Regions from separate parts of the Mus musculus genome. Here regions 1 and 2 are each linked to region 3. The links are chromatin contacts, called in public Hi-C and promoter capture Hi-C maps. All regions are on one chromosome and are shown on one strand. Each heading gives the region's core, a stretch centred on a gene start, on an enhancer-like site or on the middle of the called end of the contact. The rest is flanking DNA. Distances are from core to core; before and after follow the strand shown. Region 1 overlaps Smap2 (small ArfGAP 2). Region 2 overlaps Zmpste24 (zinc metallopeptidase, STE24). Region 3 holds the start of Rlf (rearranged L-myc fusion sequence).

Evidence for each region. Promoter capture Hi-C pulls out the DNA fragments that hold promoters and counts their contacts. A called contact is a pair of places that touch in the nucleus more often than the background predicts.
Region 1: a contact with region 3 is called in a Hi-C map of regulatory T cells, with 2.5 times the contacts expected there. The contact joins the enhancer-like site here to the promoter of Rlf in region 3. A contact is called at or near these places in 17 of 39 promoter capture datasets (the 3T3-L1 cell line, 3T3-L1-derived adipocytes, the C10 cell line and 11 more), 3 of 15 datasets of contacts at CTCF or cohesin (the NIH/3T3 cell line, large pre-B cells and pro-B cells), 45 of 484 Hi-C or Micro-C datasets (3T3-L1-derived adipocytes, B cells, the Ba/F3 cell line and 31 more), 25 of 115 datasets of contacts at active chromatin or transcription factors (the 230-238 cell line, CD8 T cells, the SCID.adh cell line and 18 more) and 4 of 9 other capture datasets (adipose tissue, embryonic stem cells, liver and 1 more).
Region 2: a contact with region 3 is called in a promoter capture Hi-C map of cranial neural crest. The contact joins the enhancer-like site here to the promoter of Rlf in region 3. A contact is called at or near these places in 10 of 39 promoter capture datasets (the C10 cell line, the HPC-7 cell line, cranial neural crest and 7 more), 4 of 484 Hi-C or Micro-C datasets (the G1E-ER4 cell line, adipose-derived mesenchymal stem cells, cortical neurons and 1 more), 9 of 115 datasets of contacts at active chromatin or transcription factors (the 230-238 cell line, the SCID.adh cell line, bone marrow-derived macrophages and 4 more) and 3 of 9 other capture datasets (adipose tissue, liver and pancreatic islet).

What each region holds. Positions count from the first base shown.
Region 1 is chr4:120,985,339-120,988,038 of GRCm38.p6, forward strand. The region is part of intron 1 of Smap2 (small ArfGAP 2); the gene reads right to left. Among named protein-coding and RNA genes, the nearest start is that of Mir7015, 13 kb to the left of the region's middle. Within about 2 kb of position 1,358, at least 31 of the 459 cell types and tissues checked have an H3K27ac peak or open chromatin away from gene starts, as enhancers often do. A contact at or near this core is called in CD8 T cells, bone marrow-derived dendritic cells, effector CD8 T cells and 3 more, where this site is marked.
Region 2 is chr4:121,072,958-121,075,791 of GRCm38.p6, forward strand. It overlaps Zmpste24 (zinc metallopeptidase, STE24), which reads right to left. Exons shown (of 10, transcript NM_172700.3): 7 at 1,516-1,700. Among named protein-coding and RNA genes, the nearest start is that of Gm23540, 9.8 kb to the right of the region's middle. Within about 2 kb of position 1,489, at least 5 of the 459 cell types and tissues checked have an H3K27ac peak or open chromatin away from gene starts, as enhancers often do.
Region 3 is chr4:121,213,795-121,216,663 of GRCm38.p6, forward strand. Rlf (rearranged L-myc fusion sequence) reads right to left here and starts at 1,290. Exons shown (of 8, transcript NM_001346660.1): 1 at 1,041-1,290. The coding sequence starts at 1,277.

The DNA of each region.
Region 1 (2,700 bases), core at 108-2,607, 230 kb before region 3:
CGAGACAGGACAGATTATGAGAATGCTCGTCTGTGCTACTTAGATTATCAAGCAGCATTTTGGCTAAAACCAAATGAGATTTTACTGCAATTACCCTTTTTACTGACTTTATTCATTCCTGTAGATCAACATTTATTTGACTTTCAGCTTAAACTCTGAGTATACAGTACAGAGGTTCCCAGGGCAGTCACACCGCTGCATGGTGATCACCACTCTAAATCCAGAAGTTTTATCACTCAAATCCCAAACCTACTAGTAGGTACTCTGTATCCCTGCTCCCCACCGGCCCTTAGCGCCCAGTCCCTGGCAATCACAGGTCTACTTTCTGCCTAGGACTTGCCAGTTTCAGACATCTAATATACATGGAACTATGTAACGTGAAGGCACAAGACATGCTTTTAGTGTCTAATCAGTGCTAAAATACATGTCATAGTACTTTGTCACTTGTATGAAGAAAACTCCCAGGAGAGTGGTGGAAAGCCACATCTAAGTCTCTCTAACCTGGCACCTTACACCAACAGTGGAAGATGCTGTAAAGGTGAGGGGCCTGGATTCAGCTTTCTTCCTAGGAAAAAGGATACATGCATTGCAGGCCAGCCAGGCTCATGCTGAAACTGAAAACGCTGGTATCCTCTCCTTCCTCCAGCCTATAAAATATGCATCCACATTAACCTAACAAGATCCCTAAGCCGGGCTGATGTCCCTACTTTACCCAACTACAGAATTATCTAGATTCAGAATTGCCAGATAATGTAGTTACCTGAAAGCTTATTAGTACAAAGAGAAATCTCACACATGAGTTTAAAAAAAGGTATAGAATCTCCTATCCCCTGACAGTTCTCTTTACCCTAATAATACCTCCGCAAAATCTCCAAACTGTTTCTCATAATTTTATATGGGGGGAAAAAGACTTATATGACAGTTACCAAGACTGACTGAAAAATCTGACGTGGTTCCTTCTCCACCGTTCCTCAGAAACTAATGACATGGATTCAGCACAGTATCACAATTAGAGGTTGAAGTGATGCCAATGCTGCTGGCTTTCTACAGAGATTAGCAGGCCTGTGCTTGGAATAAGAAAGTTGCCCAGCCTGAGATATTTGACAGCAGTATTGATAAACAAATGCTAGAGTCTCGTGGGAACTCTTAGAAATCTGAATCCATAATTATTATTAGAAAGAGACTATTTTGATTCAGGTAAAGTCCATTATGGCAAAATACAGAATGACAGGAGGTGCAAGTCTTCCTCGTCACCACCAGGGGGTGCTCTCTGCTTGGAAGTTTATTGCTATTTTCACTGGTTCAGGTTTTTATCTTCTGAAAGATCTTCAATCTCTCTAGTCCCTAGCTGACTGCGCAGTCTCCCACAGACTCCGAGACACACAACGCCTCACATACTTGTTCCTGGTAGTGGGGTGTCATACAGCTGCAAAAGGAAAGAGCCAAACCAACGTGAAGGAGGTTTCTCATGGTGTGAATTTCTGGTTTTGTTTCTACCCTATGATCTTTACATTTTTTAATGGGATCAACCAAATAAATATCAATTATTTCATACTTCTTTGGCATTTTTTCTGTGTTCTAGATTCGAGAGTCTTGAAATCGAGATAGCTAAGATGAGGCCAGTGAGATAGCTCCACAGGTCATGGCACTTGCCACCGAGGCTGGTGACCTGAATACAATCCTAGAATCTACACAGAAGGACAGAATGAATTCTCACAAGCTGTCCTCTGGTCTCCACACATGCAATAGGACCCCACCACACAAACAACACAACACACACACAATGAATAAATATAAATAAGCAAGCAAACAAACTTAATAAAATTTTTGGAAAGAAGTTAGCTATGGAAGATTAGGCTATCTACATTCTGGGTCTAAGTCAAGAGAAAGCAGTCTACAGTCACCTAAGATACCAGCATCACTGTGGGATCTCCAGACACTTACAGTCTTAAAAGTCTTCCTGCCCTGAGTCTACACACTTGCAAAGACCCCAGAGTAGAAATACAGGCAACTACCTTTTCATAAGCAGCCAGGTGACAGCCTCCCTTCCTCTCCCACCCCCACAGTCTTCCCTCCCAGCATCCCTCCCACACTTCGCCAGTGAGATGGTGACACTTCTCATTTCTACCTTACTCGGTCTCTCTCCCTCACCTGACCTCCCTGAACCTGAGTCTAAACCAATGACCTCATGCATTCCAGGCTAAAGCTCAACCACAGCCCTTCAACCTGAGTTCTCTTTCAGTTTTGAGCAACTAGACTTATAACAGTCACCAACTACACAACCCATAAGAGTCCGTGAAACCAAGGAAGAAAAAAAAAGTTACTTATGGGCTAGGAGTGGAGCTCAGTAGTAAAGCCCTTGCCTAATACGCTAGACTTTGGGCCTCAAGCTTCAACACGTTCCCCTAGTTTATATGGCTGAAAATGTGGGGAAATGGTATAGTTATTAAAAGTATAGTCTGTGAAGTCAGAAAAGACTGCGGCTCCATCAGTGATTACCAATATGACCTTGAGAAACTTGTACTTCCCAGGCTTCAGTTTCTCCATCTATAAAATGTGTTTTATAACACCTACGTCAAATTGCCTAAACAGAGAGAACAACAATAAGTAGCGCCTGCACATAAGAACACGATACAGGAGGATTCCAGGACACACTTCCCATCAATCTCCACCGAAGGACCAGTAAACAGACTCACGCAT
Region 2 (2,834 bases), core at 239-2,738, 140 kb before region 3:
AACCTGTCTTAAAAACAAACAAACAAATGAATAAACAGGAAAGTTTTCTTGGGCTGGTGAGACAACTCAATGGGTTACAAAGGTCTTTGCCCAAAAGCCTGGAGACTTGAGTTTAGTCCCTGGAACTCAAGAAAAGGTGGAAGTAGAGAATCAGTGCCACAAAATTGTTCTCTGATCTCTAGACATGTGCTATGGTATACACATATGCACTCATTCATAAAATAAATCTAAAAAAAAGTTAGACTTCTCTTCTAACCCCAGTGCTTTCCTGAGTGCTGGATTAGAGGTGTGATCCATCATAACTTGTGTCTTGTACATGCTAGGCAAGCACTTTACCAACAGAGCTACATTCCCATTCCCTACTTTTGTATACTTTTGACAGCCCTGGCATGTTCTCCGTAGACCAGGCTAGCCTCGAATCACTTGTTTCTGCCTCCTGGGTACTTCAATTAAATTAAAGGTATGCACCACCTTCCCCTGACTACTTTTATATTTTTAATGCCAAGCAAAAGAGTTCAGTAGAAAGCATATGTTTCTTAAGTGATAAAAGCAAATAAAACCGATTCAATTACATAATGTACCCAAGGATCCTCACTGACTAAATGACAGGACCAGGTCTTGACTCTGTCTACTGCCAAAGTAAAGCCAGGAAAACCTATTAACTGTATGCCTCAGTTACACAAAAGCTAAATGTTTATCCCTTACTTTGTCTGCAGAAATTCTTTGATCATAAACATAAAAGTAATATGGGCCAATGAGATGGGTCATTGGGTAAAGGTCAGGGATAACAGGCCCCCAGACCTGAACACAACTGACTCCATAAAACTTAGTACATAGACAGCACCACTTGCCAAAAAATGAAAACAAAAGGCCTGATCCATCAAAGTCCACAGTTGTGGGAATTCTCTAAATGTACTCACCTTGCTTTTTTGCTTCTGTAATTTCACTTCTCACTAACTGTTCTTGTTAACTGAAGCATGTCAACTCAGGTATGGTTTCTGTGCTTAAAAGTTCACCCTAAGAAAGGCTATATTGGGGCTATGGTGATTACACTGAGTAGTTGCCCGCTGCTACAAAGACTTTTATTGGCTTCAAGCTGTGTCTGAGCAGTCTTCCCTGGTGGATACTCCACAATTGTCACCTGTACTGGCTAGCTGAGTATAATCCCCAGGACTGACAATGTAGAGAAAAATCAACTACAAGTTGTCCTGATTTCCATTTTTACCATGGTGTACACACACACACACACACACACACTCTCTCTCTCTCTCTTTCTCTCTCTCTCGCACAGAAAAAGCTATTACATAATATTTTAAAAACTAAGGTCTTTCGGTTTTAATATGTACATCTTATGAAAGTTTGGTGGCTTAGCATGTGGGAATGGTAGACATTTCTCACAAACAGCAGCACCTTAAGAGTTGTAGTGTTTGTACTTGGTCTCTGTGAGGCCCACACACTGCATGGAAACTTGTATTATTATTATAAGTCAAAGGCTCCGAGGAAGAAAGAACTTACTTTCACTTTAGCTTTTACTTCTTCACTGTCCCCTTCACCTTCATTGCGGGCTTCCATGCCAGACTCCTCCTGGTTGTCTTTGTTTGGTACAGAGTACTCTTCTAGTAGAGTGTCAAACAAAACTATTCTCTTGTTCTTGAAGAAGCCATAAAAGTAAGCATTGCTGTGGGAGGAACGCTTAGATCCTATGGAAGACAGTCCAAAGCAGGGAACAGTTAAAACACCAGGGGTCCTTTGGAACTAGTGGGAAGGGCATTAACACTGAAAGGCTGTATTAATATAATTCAATAGCAGCAGTGGGGTGGCTGTCACCCTGCTCCACTTATGCTCCCTGGTGTGTAGCAATAGTAAAATAAGCCAAAGTACCCAACAGTGTGAAATGATTAAACTGCAGCAAAGCTATGGAATGGAATTTTAAGCAGCCAGAAAAAAAATATTTATATATAGTGGAATTTAGCAAGAGAAAATCTCACCAAAGTATAGTGAAGAATACAAAATGCCACACATATATAAGGTTACCATATTATTAAAAGATGTGCATGTCAACAGAATGGCATAAACCCAAGTCTATGAGAAAAAATACCAAAGTAAGGAAATGTAGTTCATGGGGACCCAGAAGTATGGATTTTGTCTCTGTTCTCAGTTTTCTTTTTAAAAAAGAAGACACCTGTTATCAGAGAATGCTCTGTTAAGACTGGAAGACAACATATCAAAACTTTCAAGAGAAGCTGAGAGTTCCTGAACTGTGGTACATATTACTTTCTACTTTATGTATTTCTACAATTTCCAAATGTTCTTCATTGTGGTATGAGAACGGGTCAATTACCAGCAGCCACATGGTGACTCAACCAACTATAACTTTAGTTCCAATGGATCCAGGGATCCAACAGCCTCTTCTGACCTCTGAGAGAGCATTAAGCACACATGTAGTACACAGACATCCATTTGAACATAACATTCATATACATAAAATGAAAAATAAATCTAAAAAATAAAACAACCCATAAAAATCTTTTAAAAGAAAAGGAACTCACAAGTTGTGACTCTTTCTTTCACCCAACAAGGCCACTTTGGTTCTTCCTAAACTTGGTCTGCTCGGACTTCTCCTGCCTGTACCTGAATTGTGAGCATTTGGACAAAGCTTCAAAATCCCCATCTAAGATCTTTGGAATCTCGCTTTAAACAATTTCCTTCAGGATCGCTTTTAGGTTATATGGATCTGCCTGCTTCTCAATGTAGTCAGTGCTATGAACATGAACAAGCCAAGTTCATACCCATTTGTAAGCTGCTACTCAGAATGTCGATTAAGGGCTTTCATA
Region 3 (2,869 bases), core at 40-2,539:
GGACCAACAAAGCAGATTGCTCACTACTCCAACTACAACTTTCTAACTCCACAATCTTTTCAGCACTCAATTGCTCATTAAGAGTCCACGTACCAACATACCTCGATTATTTTCTATTCTCTAAGGTACTCCAAATGAGGAGCAAAGGGATGGCAGAAACCTGATAGTCTAAGTACCAGATGCAGAAACAATGACGGCAAGCATTTACACTTGGAAGACACTCGAAAACATAGAAAAAAAACTGCAACGTGGTCACGGAGACCAAACTTAAAATCACATCTGTCAGCATGTAGCCCCACAGATTGGGACCCGCACAGAAACGATCAATCACCCGACTGCCAAAGAGGCCATTCTCTATATCTCTCTCCCGACCTCTTCCACTCAGACTAATCTCCATTACAGAGCTACCAGGCTCCATTCCTAGTAGTACAACCAGCAGATGAATACAAAACAGGTCAAAGAATGGCATAAACATATCTTTTCACACCCGCCCACAGTGGCAAAAACAAACAAACAAACAAACACCCCACAAAAACCAATCAACCGGCTCAGTATTCCCTAATCAGAAAGCTCCAGACGCCATCCAAGACCAACCGTCGTATCTTAGGGAAGCCAAAAGATGTGACTTTAAAGATAAGTCTCTGGTCAGAGCCCACCTCTCCTGATTGTTCAGAAAAACAAGGTTTTTCAGTTTGGAGATCAGCACACCACTCAAAAAAAAAAGCATCTCCCTGCAGGAACTGGCAATCGATCCCTCAGGGGGGCAGTGGCGCTCCAACCACCCGGCCAGGACCCAGGCAACAGCGACAGGGCACAGCCCTTGCAGGGAGCTCTCTGGGCTCAGGACCGCCCAGCGCAATCCGCCCGGGCAGTGACTGAAGTCGGGTTACGGCAGAGCTGGGCCTGCCCGGCCCGGGGGCGCGGCGAGATACGGGGGTGGCGTTTTTCCCCGCGAAGCCCCCGGCTGTTGAGGCGGATCCCGAGTCTCTTCTCCCGGCCTCCCCGCCCCTCCACCCTCGGCCATCTAGTCCACCCCTCACCTGGCAGAAGCTCCGGCAGTAGCTCAAAGATGAGACCTCGGACACCTCCTGCTCCCTCAGCTCGGTCTCCAGCTGCCAGAGACACGGTCGTAGGCCCGGCGCTCCCGACGCCGGAGATGCAGGGCGATGACCCCGAGCCATGGACTCAGTCTCGACTTCGGCTCCCGCCACCGCCGGAGCCTCAGCCCCAGCCCCGGCCCCGGCGGCGGCCGTGGCGTCTCCCTTTCCGTCCGCCATCTTCCCACGGCCCAGCAGCGCGTAGGCAACCAAACCACGTGACTCCGCCTGGCCCCGCCCCCAATCGCCCGTGTTAGTGACGCACCCCCCTGGCGACGCTGGCGCCAACTTTATCCGTCACTAGGACGCCGAATGTTGGTCCTCTCAGAAGTCTCCACCGCAACCGCCCTAGCAACAGCCTAGCAACGGCGAGATTCTAGCGGCCCTGGGTTCTACAGGCCCTTCAGAGTCGAGGAGCGCAAAGGGCCTAGAGACAATGGAGATATGAGAGAGATGTCTGCGGAGCAGCGAACCGAAGAGCAAGGGAAAGGCAGCCCAGAAAGAAGCTCGGAGAAAAGCATCCCCGGTTGGAGGAAAATAAAGATTGTTAGGCCGACCTGAAAACAAACTGAAGGGAATTTGGTTTAAAATGGGAATGGCATTACTAGTCGCTGGAAAAAGGATTGGTCAAAATATATGGCGTTGAGACGATTCTACTAAAAAGGGGGGGGGGGGGACTTTTAAAAAGTTGTTTTCAAGACAAGGATTCCCTGTGTAGGACTAGCTGTCCTGTAACTCACATTGCAGATCAGGCTGGCCTCAAACTTAAAAGTTCACCTGCCTCTGCCTCCCAAGTGCTGCGACTGGAGGTGTGCAGAGACAGGCTGGATCTCTGTGGGTTAGAAGCCAGACTGGTATATAGAGCGAGTTCCAGGACAGCCAAGGCAAAGCCACTGTAATCCAGCACTTGAGAGACTGAGACAGGAGGATCATGAGTTCCAGGTATTAGTGGGAGGGGACAAGAAAGAAATGCAAAGAAGAACAGAGAAGAAAAGGGAGAATGGCAAAATGGTGTGGCTGGAGCCCAGTAGATGAAGTGGTGAAAACAAGAAAAAAATATGTATATATGTGTGTGTGTATATGTATATGTGTGTGTGTGTGTGTGTATATACACATACATTATATATATATATATATATGTATATATATATATATACATATATATATATATATATATATAAAATCCAGAACATAAGATGTTTGGTCTAGTATACAAATGAGGGATACCCTCACTTCAACTGGAGGAACTCTATAAACAATGGGTCTAGATGAAGGTAAATGTATAATTTGATAATGGGAGATTTGAGAGTTATGACCTAAATGTTGCTTTCCCCTCCATGAAATATGAGCCATTGTGCTGATTGGTCAGTTGTTTGTGACTTTAATACAAAACCAGAGTCACTTGGGAGGAGGGAACCTCAACTGAGAGGTGCCTCCATCCCACTGATCCCTGTAGGCATGTCCATGACATGTTTTGTTTGTTGACTGACGTGGGATGGCCCAGCCCACTGTGGGTGGTATTACCCCTGGGCAGATGGTACTGGGAGGGATAAGCAAGGGACAGCATCTGAGCATAGAAGCAAATCAGTGAGAAGCGTTTTCCCCACAGTTCCTGCCTCTGCTCCTGCTTGAGTTACTGCTATGGCATCTGTACTGGCTAATTTTGTGTCAACTTGACACAGGCTGGAGCTATCACAGAGAAAGGAGCTTCAGTTGGGGAAATGCTTCCATGAGACCCAGCTGCAAAGCATTTTCTCAATTAGTGATCAAGG